Regions from separate parts of the Mus musculus genome. Here all the other regions are linked to region 2. Evidence: chromatin contacts called from public Hi-C and HiChIP or PLAC-seq data. All regions are on one chromosome and are shown on one strand. Each heading gives the region's core, a stretch centred on a gene start, on an enhancer-like site or on the middle of the called end of the contact. The rest is flanking DNA. Distances are from core to core; before and after follow the strand shown. Region 1 overlaps Ankib1 (ankyrin repeat and IBR domain containing 1). Region 2 holds the start of Gatad1 (GATA zinc finger domain containing 1). Region 3 overlaps Cdk6 (cyclin-dependent kinase 6). Region 4 has its middle 22 kb from the start of Mterf1a.

What was found. Hi-C and Micro-C count contacts between places; a contact is called where the count stands out from the background. HiChIP or PLAC-seq counts read pairs in DNA pulled down with a chosen protein or histone mark.
Region 1: a contact with region 2 is called in an H3K4me3 HiChIP or PLAC-seq map of bone marrow-derived macrophages, with 2.9 times the contacts expected there. The contact joins the enhancer-like site here to the promoter of Gatad1 in region 2. A contact is called at or near these places in 6 of 39 promoter capture datasets (the C10 cell line, the HPC-7 cell line, cranial neural crest and 2 more), 1 of 15 datasets of contacts at CTCF or cohesin (the NIH/3T3 cell line), 4 of 484 Hi-C or Micro-C datasets (centrocytes, monocyte-dendritic cell progenitors, myocytes and 1 more), 8 of 115 datasets of contacts at active chromatin or transcription factors (the SCID.adh cell line, bone marrow-derived macrophages, craniofacial prominence and 4 more) and 4 of 9 other capture datasets (adipose tissue, liver, macrophages and 1 more).
Region 3: a contact with region 2 is called in a Hi-C map of granulocyte-monocyte progenitors, with 5 times the contacts expected there. The contact joins the enhancer-like site here to the promoter of Gatad1 in region 2. A contact is called at or near these places in 3 of 484 Hi-C or Micro-C datasets (the G1E-ER4 cell line, erythroblasts and granulocyte-monocyte progenitors), 2 of 115 datasets of contacts at active chromatin or transcription factors (memory CD8 T cells and microglia) and 1 of 9 other capture datasets (liver).
Region 4: an HNF4G HiChIP or PLAC-seq map of pancreatic cancer cells shows a contact between it and region 2. The contact joins the enhancer-like site here to the promoter of Gatad1 in region 2. A contact is called at or near these places in 17 of 39 promoter capture datasets (the 3T3-L1 cell line, 3T3-L1-derived adipocytes, the C10 cell line and 11 more), 2 of 15 datasets of contacts at CTCF or cohesin (large pre-B cells and pro-B cells), 46 of 484 Hi-C or Micro-C datasets (the 63-12 cell line, B cells, the Ba/F3 cell line and 33 more), 14 of 115 datasets of contacts at active chromatin or transcription factors (the 230-238 cell line, the NIH/3T3 cell line, the SCID.adh cell line and 8 more) and 3 of 9 other capture datasets (adipose tissue, liver and pancreatic islet).

The regions. Positions count from the first base shown.
Region 1 is chr5:3,786,242-3,788,941 of GRCm38.p6, reverse strand. All of the region lies in intron 1 of Ankib1 (ankyrin repeat and IBR domain containing 1), which reads left to right. Among named protein-coding and RNA genes, the nearest start is that of Ankib1, 16 kb to the left of the region's middle. Within about 2 kb of position 1,266, at least 39 of the 459 cell types and tissues checked have an H3K27ac peak or open chromatin away from gene starts, as enhancers often do. A contact at or near this core is called in adipose tissue, bone marrow-derived macrophages and myocytes, where this site is marked.
Region 2 is chr5:3,646,583-3,649,282 of GRCm38.p6, reverse strand. It overlaps Gatad1 (GATA zinc finger domain containing 1), which reads left to right and starts at 1,347. Exons shown (of 5, transcript NM_026033.2): 1 at 1,347-1,903; 2 at 2,374-2,499. The coding sequence starts at 1,664.
Region 3 is chr5:3,493,239-3,496,085 of GRCm38.p6, reverse strand. The region is part of intron 5 of Cdk6 (cyclin-dependent kinase 6); the gene reads right to left. Among named protein-coding and RNA genes, the nearest start is that of Fam133b, 49 kb to the left of the region's middle. Within about 2 kb of position 1,560, at least 161 of the 459 cell types and tissues checked have an H3K27ac peak or open chromatin away from gene starts, as enhancers often do. A contact at or near this core is called in the G1E-ER4 cell line, erythroblasts, granulocyte-monocyte progenitors and 2 more, where this site is marked.
Region 4 is chr5:3,870,901-3,873,819 of GRCm38.p6, reverse strand. It overlaps a transcript of Mterf1a not described here. Among named protein-coding and RNA genes, the nearest start is that of Mterf1a, 22 kb to the left of the region's middle. Within about 2 kb of position 1,284, at least 21 of the 459 cell types and tissues checked have an H3K27ac peak or open chromatin away from gene starts, as enhancers often do. A contact at or near this core is called in the C2C12 cell line, the NIH/3T3 cell line, cortical neurons and 3 more, where this site is marked.

The DNA of each region.
Region 1 (2,700 bases), core at 17-2,516, 140 kb before region 2:
ATCCAGGAATTGAACTCAGGTCATCAGGCTATCATGTTTGGGGAGAAAACACTTTTATCTCCTCAGCCATCTCTCCTGCCCTTTGTTTGTTTGTTTAGTGTACATAAGTATCAGTGATAGTCTGATTCAAGTGTTTTCATCCTCTTTGGAAAACTATTGTTTCTCTGGTGAATTGTTCTGCTCCTGTAGTAAATGTCCTAAACACCACGCCATAATTATGATAGAGTGAATTGCTTCGGAGTAGTTGAGTTGCTCTTGAAAGAGAAAGTATTTAACAGTTGCTAGGAACTTAAAAATAGAATAGAATACAACAGAGGAAGATATTTGTAGCTTCTTGTTCTATAAAGGAATATGATTGTTGTCTGTAAAATTAGTGAATTAAAAATCACATTACAAATGTAATCATATTGTATAGTTTTTAGATTGTGTTCCTGTCAAATTTAAGTCCTGTTTCTTCAGCATACTTTCTAAAGATTATAGGTATTTCCTCTCATATTAAAACTTTTCCTTTACCTTAAATTAAGTTTTTGTTTAAAAGGAGAAATAGTTCTTTTTATTAAGATAGCTTATGACAGGGAGTTTGTAATCCATATGGCCATACTTCTTGTTATATACCCTTCTCAACTTGCAAGAATGACAAATTAGGAGTGTAGTTGTCTTGTATTAAAAATACAAAATTGATCAGCAGCCCAAAACCAGATTGTTCCACCAGGGAATCAACCTGTACTAGCTAGTTTTGTGTCAACTTGACACAGGCTGGGGTTATCACAAGAAAGGAGCTTCAGTTGAGGAAATGCCTCCGTGAGATCCAGCTGTAAGGCATTTTCTCAATTAGTGATCAAGGGGGAAAGGCCCCTTGTGGGTGGAACCATCTCTGGACTGGCAGTCTTGGTTCTATAAGAGAGCAGGCTGAGCAAGCCAGGGGAGGCAAGCCAGTAAAGAACATCCCTCCATGGCTTCTGCATCAGCTCCTGCTTTCTGACTTGCTTGAGTTCCAGTCCTGCATCCTTTAGTGATGAACAACAGTATAGAAATGTAAGCCAAATAAATCCTTTCCTCCCCAACTTGCTTTTTGGTCATGATGTTTGTGCAGGAATAGAAACCCTGACTAAAACACAGCCCTTTCCTGTGGCATCTGGATTTGAGCCAGGCAATCCAGCTGACATCATTGATGTTTCTCATAGTTTAAGGTCCATAGAGAAGTGTCCTAAATCTGAAAAGCCTCAGAGTCCGTGTTCTGGACAATGAGTCAGTGCCTGTTTTCATTTCAGCATAGTGCACACTGAGGCTAAAACAGCCATGTGGTAGACAGTGAGTCCAGGCTGGACAGTTATGACCTATACGTTCGTACTTCTAGAAATGCTGGCAACTAGCCTTTTGTAACAGCAAGCGAAGATTGAAAGGCTAGGTGCCTATGTTCCAAGTTTAAATGACAGGAAGCTTTCGTAAGCTCTTTTTAAAAAATTACTGACATTTATTTATCTATTATTGTGTGTACATGTGCACCATAGCATATATGTGGAGGTCAGAGAACCACTTATAAGAGTCCACCATCCTCTCAGGGTCTCAGGGTTTGAATTCAGTTTGTTAGACTTGGCAGCCAGTGTTCTTACTTGCTGAGCCATCATACCTGCCTATCTTAAACTCTTAATCTTACCAGCCTAGATTCCATATCATTCTCCTGCAATTGTACATCAGATTAAAAATAACAGCCTTCCATGTGTATCCATACTTATTTACTCATGCAGACATACCCAAATAAATGAATGTTAAAAAAAAAAAAAAAACCCCACCCAACTTTAAAAGTGTATTGACATCTAGAGATTGTCTCTCATTTTATGTTGTCTTCACCCCTTCGTGATCCCACTGGGCAAAAGTTACTGAGCTTAACTCTTTTTAGTTTGAATTTTATCTGTGTATCAGCAAGGAAAACAAATTTTGGTTTTCTATTCTGTTCAGCCTTTCCTGAGTGGGAATAACATTTATGAAATTACAACTATATAACAGCTTATACCATTTTTATCTTACATGCAGATTCAGTAATCACAAATAAAAAAAATTATGACATTTTTCTTTTTTCATTGTGAATTTATTGAAATCTCTAGCAGAAAAGTTCGTTCTTCTAAGTTAGCAGTTAAGCTACAGAGATGAGTGCTGGCTTAACTGTATATCCTGACCAGGTCACAGAGGAGGTGGGGGTAGTCACTATAGCTTCTTCTAGACTGCAGAAACCTTTTCCTCTAAGGTGATCCATACCTTTACTTTGGTTCTGTGATTTGATTTACCCTTTTTCTCTCTTTTGACATTTTGACCTCTTTTGGGAACAAGTAGACCCTATATCCCACTCCTGCAAGATAAACCAATCAAGTCCCCACCTCAGTGTTTTGAGCATGGTACTCAAAGCTGACATTGATTGCAGGAAAAAGATTCAAAGCAGAATTAGCAAAAAAGGCCCTGTGTGAGTTCCACATAAACACAAGCTTCTTGGAGTCCTACCTTTGGAGTGGCACAGGTCTATTTAATTCCTCTAGCACTGACTTGTGACAGCATTCGTGACATGTAACCTACCAGGGAAGCTCATCAGAGACTCAGTATCCATGGCTTCTACTGAAGGTCATGCCCAGAAGAAAAGCACTTATTTTGTATGTGCTACATTTCAAAAGAATAATTTCTGTATCTACATCTTTGTGCATGTGCATG
Region 2 (2,700 bases), core at 98-2,597:
GAGCATACAGTTGTTCAATTAAAGAAATATTTATTTACCTGTAACCAGTACTTAGGAATTCCTTCATTCCTTGGGCTAGTTTCCCTGGGAGCTTTAGACTTCAACGAACATAGCCAATGTTCAGGCTTAATTCTCTCAAATAATACACATCTCCTTTCCAGGTGAAAGTGTATTGTATCTGCTTTGCTAATGGTCCTCCCAGAGAACTACTAGTTTTGCAGTGATTTAAATCCAGGTTGAAATGTGTCCAGTTCCTCGAACCAAAGTTCACAGAAAACGATAAATTCTTCCAGCAATCACCCCTAGTTAAAGCAGTGTTCAATGCAGTCTCCAGGAATCTTCTTTGGGAGCCTTTATGCTAATATACTTTATTTTAAACGTTAGGAAGGTATAATGTATTGCTTGTTCTTTATGCAAATAAGTGATGTGAAGCCATATAAGATACAAATATCCCAGCTCTGAACCCAACTGTGTAATACAAAACTGTAACGTTTTAATTATAGTATAACTCATGAGAAATAATTGATAGGAATTCTTCTGCACATTGCTCATTTCTAACCCAACTAACTCATAAACCCCTCACGTTCAGTATTCAGTGCACAGCACTGTTACATTGACCCAGGTAAAATAAATCATTGACTAATAAATTAATCTCATCCAGTCCACACTGGTGTTTCTGCTGTTTTCTGTCTGAATGTTCTTATTATATGAATTTCTTAGACCCTCAATTCTTTTTTTGGGGGGGAGGGGGCTCGAGAGCACTTTATTCTAATGTTAAGTAGTATGCCAAGCAAGAATGTTAAATTAAGTTTCACAGTGTAGGTGCTAATACTGGATCTAGTCTTAGCTGTCTTTCCAGCCCTAACACACCTAGCTTTTTACGTGAGTACTGGGGGTCAAACTCAGGCCATAAGCTTGTGCCAGAAGAACTTTACCATCAGGTCACCTCCCTAGCCTCCAAAGTCAAATTAATTAATTAAGACTTTTAAAAGGGTCTTGATCAATAAGGCTACATTTATCAAATGAAAACACAGGATAAGTATGAGTATCATATAACTACTATTACATGGGCCACTCTCACTAGTCATTTGAAATTCACTTTTAACGGGAAATTTTACATCCATTCCCCCCCCCCAGCCCCCCCCCCCCCCAGCCAGTTGTAAACTCAGAAGAGTGACAGGCAATGGTAAGTCTGGCAGGGCCACTTCCGGCCAGTAGGCGGGGTTTCCGGAGCCCCAAAGCCTAGGTCAGGCACACTGGTTCACTCGGCCCCGCCCCGCCCCGCCCCGGGAGCTCCGCCCATCGCCGGAAGCCCCGGTGGGCGGAGGCAGGGTCGTGGTCGCCCTGGGGACCCCGGCGGCGGCGGCGGCCGCCCCGGATAGCGTCCCCTAGGGCGGAGCTGGCTTTCCCGGGAGGCCGCGCCGAGTATCGGGCCTGCGTGCCCCGCGGGCGGCCCAGCTCCAGGGCTGGGTCCCGGGCTGCGGGAGCCCGCTTCCCGCCTCCAGGGGTCAGCGGTGGCCGCTGGGTCCCGGCGCGGGCGGCCCAGCACCTCCGACCTTGCTCTTCCAGTCGCCGAGGTGGCCGGCCGACCCCTGGGCGGCCCGTGCAGACGGCCGCCATTCCCGTGTCGCTGCGCCCGCGGGGGCCGCCCGAGCCGGCCAGCATGCCGCTGGGCCTGAAGCCCACCTGCAGCATGTGCAAGACTACGTCGTCCTCCATGTGGAAGAAGAGTCCACAGGGCGAGATCCTCTGCCATCACTGCACGGGCCGGGGCGGCGGCGGCGCGGGAGTGGCGGGCGGGACCGGGGGCGGTGGCGGCGGCGGCGGTGGCTTCGGCACCACCACCTTCGCCACCACCTCGGCCGGTCCTTCGCAGAGCAACGGGGGCGGCGGCGGCAAGCAGGTGAGCCCTCGGCCTCTCCCTCCTCGGGAGAAGGGCTTCCTGCCGTAGACCGGGCGGTGCGGGACGCACCGGGGCAGCCGGACGAGGCCATTTGCTTGTAGGTCGAGGACCTCTTGCCCATCAAGTCCTTGTCACGTTAATAAATTAGTAGGTCGCTAAAAATGTCAGCATTAGAATTCTGTTCTGAGATATGCAGGAAACTTGGGGGGGGGCGTAAAATAGATCAGTTCAGCAAACGAATAATAAATAGTTCCTGCCTTGTCCTCCCCCCACTTCTGTCCTCTTCCCGCTTGAAAGCAGCGCCATCTCTTGGGAGGCCCTACAGAGTTTAACATCTCAGCCCTCGGTCTTTTAAGTTTTTTGTTTTTAATTTCTTTTAACAAAGTGTATTATCCTCTGATCTTTGTGAGGTTATTGTATTGGCTTTTCTTCTGCAGTTTTAATTTCCTTTTCTCTAAATTGTGTAACAGAGTAAGCAAGAAATTCACAGAAGGTCGGCCCGGCTCAGAAATACCAAATACAAATCGGCTCCAGCTGCTGAAAAGAAAGTTTCCACGAAAGGAAAAGGGAGAAGACATATTTTTAAGTTAAAAAATGTAAGATGGTTGTGGACATTGTGCTTCCTAATGGGACACTGTGGGTGTGGTGGGCCTTCCCACGGCTGGTGTACCTCTCAGGTGCACTTAGGCCGTATTCTGGAGGGAAGGCAAGGTTTCCCAAAAGACAGCTCTCCTGGAAGAAATTGGCAGTTTTTGACATTAGAAAAGCAGTTTCTCAGTTTTTTTTTCTTCAGCTTT
Region 3 (2,847 bases), core at 311-2,810, 150 kb after region 2:
AATTGAAAAACACCAACGACCGTCTCTTGGTCAACAGTTTATGTTTATCTTTTTCTTTTTTCTTATTATAAAAGAACTCTCATAAGAGACATGTTTTGAGACTATGTTTGCCTCTTGATCTGCATCACATTTCAGTGATCGAATATAGTAAATCTATATTCAGCTTCAACTTAAAATAATAATTATCAAATGTCCAACACCATCATCTCTTCTACCCTAACACAGTGACTTATCTTCCATTTCTTTACATCAGTATAAACTTGATCTTATTTGATGGCTTATAATTGTTTAATATAATTATGTAGTTTGATATCCAAAATACCTCAGAGGTATGTACCCACTCCTTCAAGTTAAAACCTGTGACATTTGCAAAATTTTGTCTTTACTTTCTGGTACAAAAAAGAACACTCTAGGCCTGTATTTTTAAAATGTTCTATAATAACCACATTGTCGCTGTCAAATGAGAGTATGCAATGCATGTAATTAAAGTCAACCTCAGGTTGGAGAGATGGCTCAGTCCTTAAGAGTGTGTCATGCTCACAGTACCCACAGAAGCTCACAGAAGACTATAACTCCGGTTCTGAGGGGGCCAGATGCCTCTTTCTCCTGTAGGTATCAGCATTCAGGTGCATACACCCTACACACATAATCAAAAACAACCTTACATAAAATAACATATATAATATACACATTATGAGGTACTTTTAAAGGCTGTTCCTGAGGCTAGATGTCAAGTATCCCATGCTGCTCTCAAACAAGCCAGTTAGCCAAAGATGGCATTGAAGTTGTGCTTCTACTGCTCCTGCTTCCTCCCTCCAAGTGCTAAGATTACGGGCATGTGTTACCACACCCAACTTATATTGTTATTATTTTTTCAAATGCAGCTTTCTGGTTCAACATGCTTCAGAAATATGAGAATAAAAGGGATCTCTGCACGGAGTTCCATTTGAGACGGGACAGGGCACAGCTGTCTCATCAATCAGTTTGGAAGGCAGTGTCTAGTGACGGTCCACAGACAACCATTGGTCTTTTCCTGACTGAAGCCAGTCAGCCAGAGACACAGCTGTAGGCATGACACAGTTCTAGCACATTCTGTGCTCCTTGGTCTCATAGACAAACGTGTGCTTGCTCCCGTCTCAGAAGGCTGAAGACACTGAATGGCAGGGAGATAGTCATTTCTGTCCTTCTCAGAAGAAATTCTTGCTGACTGTTCGGAGTTCCCCTACAAGCTAAATGTGAGGCATTTCTTCCTGTGGCTCAGAACAAGAGTCTACAATGGCCTTGGGGATTATGCTCGCCACTCTGTGAAGTGCTGTGGCAACAGGGTTTCAAGGCAAGAAGCCCCTAACACCTTGCCCAGCAGTCTGTGGGCCTCTGCCCCAAACAGTCCCACCTGGTTTCTGAGTCTTATTAGATAGGTTTTCTGGACCTCATCTGTGTACTCAGTGTCTTGCCAGATTCTAGGCTTGGCTCTGGCCTTTGCAGAAGCTGTGGTGGGGCAGATGGGGCAGGACCAGGAAGAGCCCCAGAGTGACTAGGCATGACTTCATTAATGAGTCACCCGGCCACACTGTTTAGTGTGCTGTGGCCCAAGTTTAAGTCTGATACTTAGGACTGGGGTACTGTCTAGGATCTCAGTGCTGCAGGGCCCAAGACTTTTTGACTTCGAATTCTTCTCATGCCTGATGTTAGCAATGATAATGCTATCCTGCTCTAGATGATGGTGTAGCAACACAGACAACATAATCACCGATACTGAGTATATAAATCCAGAAGAGAAAGCCAAATGCTGCATGAGTGCCGTTTTGCACCACTGTGTGGGATTTACGCTTGAGTGCTCTCGCTTTAATACTTGAGACTGAGGTCGAGGGATGGTTGGGCACAGTCACCCAGGTAGGAAGTGATACAAGAGGGGACTGGAGGCTGCAAAGCTGGCTCACACCACCGCCTCACTGTCCTGTGTCCTCCAGATAATGCCAGGTGACTGCTGGTGAACATGCGCCAGTGACTTTCATCACCACAATAGGCAAACTCAGAGGCAGAAAGGTAACCTGGAGGGAGATTTATGTTGGCTCCTGGTTTCGGGGAAGGCAGCTAGCTCATCACGGTGAGGAAGGCGGACAGGAACGGCTGCGTCTGTTACTTCTCACATCGGCAGAGTGTTCGGTAGGATGCAAGCCTCCAGCCTCAATGAATGACTTCTGTTAGCCAGGTCACAGTCCCACCACCTCTCAGAACAGGCAGACCAGGTGAGAACCAAATGTTCTAACACACGGGGCTGCAGGGGACTGTTCCATAATGGAGACTCAGCCTGACTCAAGGAGAAACCAACGAGCCAAATACCATCAATAAGCATGCTTTAAAGGCCAGGTAACTCTCACTCGCTGGTTGTAACAGGATAATGAGGAGCCAGCGTCTCCTGGTCCACCGAGCAGTAGATTGGGTTGGCCACACAGTACTCAGAAGTCTTTTTCTTTGCCTTTTCAGTACATGGCAGGTCAGGATGTCCTTGTTCTTCACGGTGCTGACTTAAGGGAACCCAGAACGGGAAGACCAATATGATGCCTGCCCTGCCAGGCTGACCAGGTAGGGTAAAAGAAAGTCGGTCAGTGGGCTAGAGAGATGGCTCAGTGGTTAAGAGCACTGATGCCTCTTCCAGAGGATCTGAGTTCCATTTCCAGCAGCCACATGGTGGCTCACAACTGTCTGTAATGGGATCTGAGGCCCTCTTCTGGTGTGTCTGAAGGGAGCAACAGTGTACTCACATAAAATAAGTAAACAAATCTTTAAAAGAAAAAAAGGAAGTCAGTTATTAAAGGAGGTGTCTTCCCTTTTGTCCTACGAGGA
Region 4 (2,919 bases), core at 35-2,534, 220 kb before region 2:
TTGTTTGTAAGCAAACTGAAATCCAGCATGAATCAAAATTCAATTCAAATGGGGGTAACTTAGTCACCAAATTTCTATGGAAGAGAACCTGCTATCACGTGCTGTCATTGTGACTTGCTGAATTAATTTCTTTCTGATGAGTCATCTCTTTGCCTGATTGCAGGAACTGCACCACATGCATCTTCCCAAGCTGAGTGAGTGGCACTGACACAAAGAAAGCCATGCTTAAGGACTTAATGCGTACTTGATTCTATACAAATGTTGCTGAAGCATATCTGTCGCTTGATAAATTAGGATTCTAATGAAAGATTTAAAAGATTTGTAAAGGTTTTTGCCTGTGCTTATTTTCAATGCAGCTTTATTTAGAAAGTCTGTAGAAATAGATCTGTGTTTTGGGCTGAATGATATCCCCATACCAAATGTGGAAGCCGTAAGTTGCTTAGCAATGTTTAATTTTGCTCTATTCACAATAGTTAGAAAATGCAAACAACTTAAATGTCCTTCAGTATCTGAATAGATAATGAAAATGTGGTGCATAGCTTGATATAGCTGCCTCCTCAGAGGCTCTGCCAGTGCCTGACAAGTACAGAAGTGGATGCTCACAGCCATCCATTGGACTGAGCACAGGGTCCCCAATGAAGGAGCTGGAGAACGTACCCAAGGAGCTGAAGGGGTTTGCAGCCCCATAGGAGGAACAACAATATGAACTGACCAGTACCTCCAGAGCTCTCTGGAACTAAACCACCAATCAAAGAAAACACATGATGGGATTGTGTCTCTAGCTGCATATGTATCAGAGGATGGCCTAGTCAGCCATCTATGGGAGGAGAGGCCCTTGGTCCTGTGAAGGTTCTATACCCCAGGATAGGTGAATCCCAGGGCCAGGAAGCAGGAGTGGGTGGGTTGGTGGGCAGGGGAAGCGGGGAAGAGGATAGGAGGTTTTCAGAGGAAACCAGAAAAGAGGATAACATTTGAAATGTAAATAAAGAAAATATCTAATAAAAAAGAAACTCTAAAAAATGAAAATAAATAAAAAATTAAAAAGAAAAACGAAATCATTGAATTTTCAGATTAATGTATGGCATAGAAAAGATTGTATTGAACTAATTGAGGCTCAGAAGGACAAACACTTCATGTTCTCAGTCATCTGTGGTTCCTGTAACCTCCTCCCAGCCTGAAGCAGGCTGAGCCTGACCTTGACCTTTCTGCCACTAAGGAGATTCCCTAGGATGGAGCTTTCCTAGATCACTCTATTGTTCAGCCAGGGCTGCTGTTCCACTTCAAGATTCTGCTCCCTGCTGAGAGGCTGCTGAGCTATTCCAGAGACTACACCCTATCCTTCGTCACCTGCAGCAGGGCTCCAAGAATGAATTGGTGGGAATGGGCCTCTCCTCCCCCCCCCCCCTTTATAATTACATTTGCCATTAAACATTTGAGCTTTGATCAGGAATCTTGACTTAGCTCCATTTTTCTCTCGACCGCCTAGTTTCCCCTCTCTATTCAGCCCCGGCTTGCCTCCCAGGTGAAACCTGGTTCATTTTAGCCGCAGGCCGGCTTCCAACAGTTCTTAGCTTCAAATTTTCAGATCTGAGAATATGAACTAGAGTGTGAAGTAGAAAGTAGAAAAAAAAATGAGGAGGGGGGATTTAATTCAGGAGGGAGGGAGGAAGTCAAAACAGACAGAGAGTGGGGGGGAACGGACAAACAAGACTGAGAATATTTGAAAAAAACTCCAAGGAATAAATGTGCGTGTGTATGTGTGTGTGTATCTTAAATAAAGTTATGTTTCTTGAGCAGACAATATTCCCCACAAGAGCCATAGGCTAACAAAGACATCAGGCATGAGAAACCTTTTTTATAGTTGGTCAGAGCAGTCCAAGAGGCTCCCAAAGCAATACATCCTATTGCAATTGCAATATTGTCTGACTCCCATTGGATGAAGGCAAGTCTCCATTTGCTGAAGACATCACACACTTCAGACACAGGACTTGGAAGATTTGAGCTGGCTCTGACCTGAAAGCCCCCTCCCTGAGGACCAGGGGTTTTATGCTCAAGGAGGAAAGCAATTGGTAGTTCTAAGCAGCTGTGATTCATGTGAGCTACACAATGACTTGCATTGCCAAGGACCAGCCTTGCTTGGAGAGAGAGATTCTGAGGAAGGGGTGTTTGGGTGCAGTCATTTCAAGAATGACTTGAAGTCAATTGTGGGTACAAACTTGTGTCCTCAAGGTAGCTCTCTTGAAGACCAAAGCCCAGTATTTTTTTTTGATTCTTTTTTTTTATTAGGTATTTTCTTTATTTACATTTCAAATGCTATCCCAAAAGTTCCCTATACCCTCCCCGCACCCTGCTCCCCTACCCACCCACTCCCACTTCTTGGTCCTGGCGTTCCCCTGTACTGGGGCATATAAAGTTTGCAATATCAATGGGCCTCTCTTTCCACTGATGGCCGACTAGGTCATCTTCTGCTACAGATGCAGCTAGAGACATGAGCTCTGGGGGGTACTGGTTAGTTCATATTGTTGTTCCACCTATAGGGTTGCAGACCCCTTCAGCTCCTTGGGTGCTTTCTCTAGCTTCTCCATTTGGGGCCCTGTGTTCCATCCTATAGATGGCTGTGAGCATCCACTTCTGTATTTGCCAGCCACTGGCATAGCCTCATATGAGACAGCTATATCAGGGTCCCTTCAGCAAAATCTTGCTGGCATATGCAATAGTGTCTAGGTTTGGTGGCTGATTATGGGATGGATCCCCGGGTGGGGTAGTCTCTGGGTAGTCCATCCTTTCGTTTTAGCTTCAAACTTTGTCTCTGTAGCTCCTTTCATGGGCCAGTATTTTATTTGCATATTGATTCAATATTGTCCACCCCAGGTTCCTGTTTGATTATCCCATAATCAGCATTTATGACCCTAGACCCTT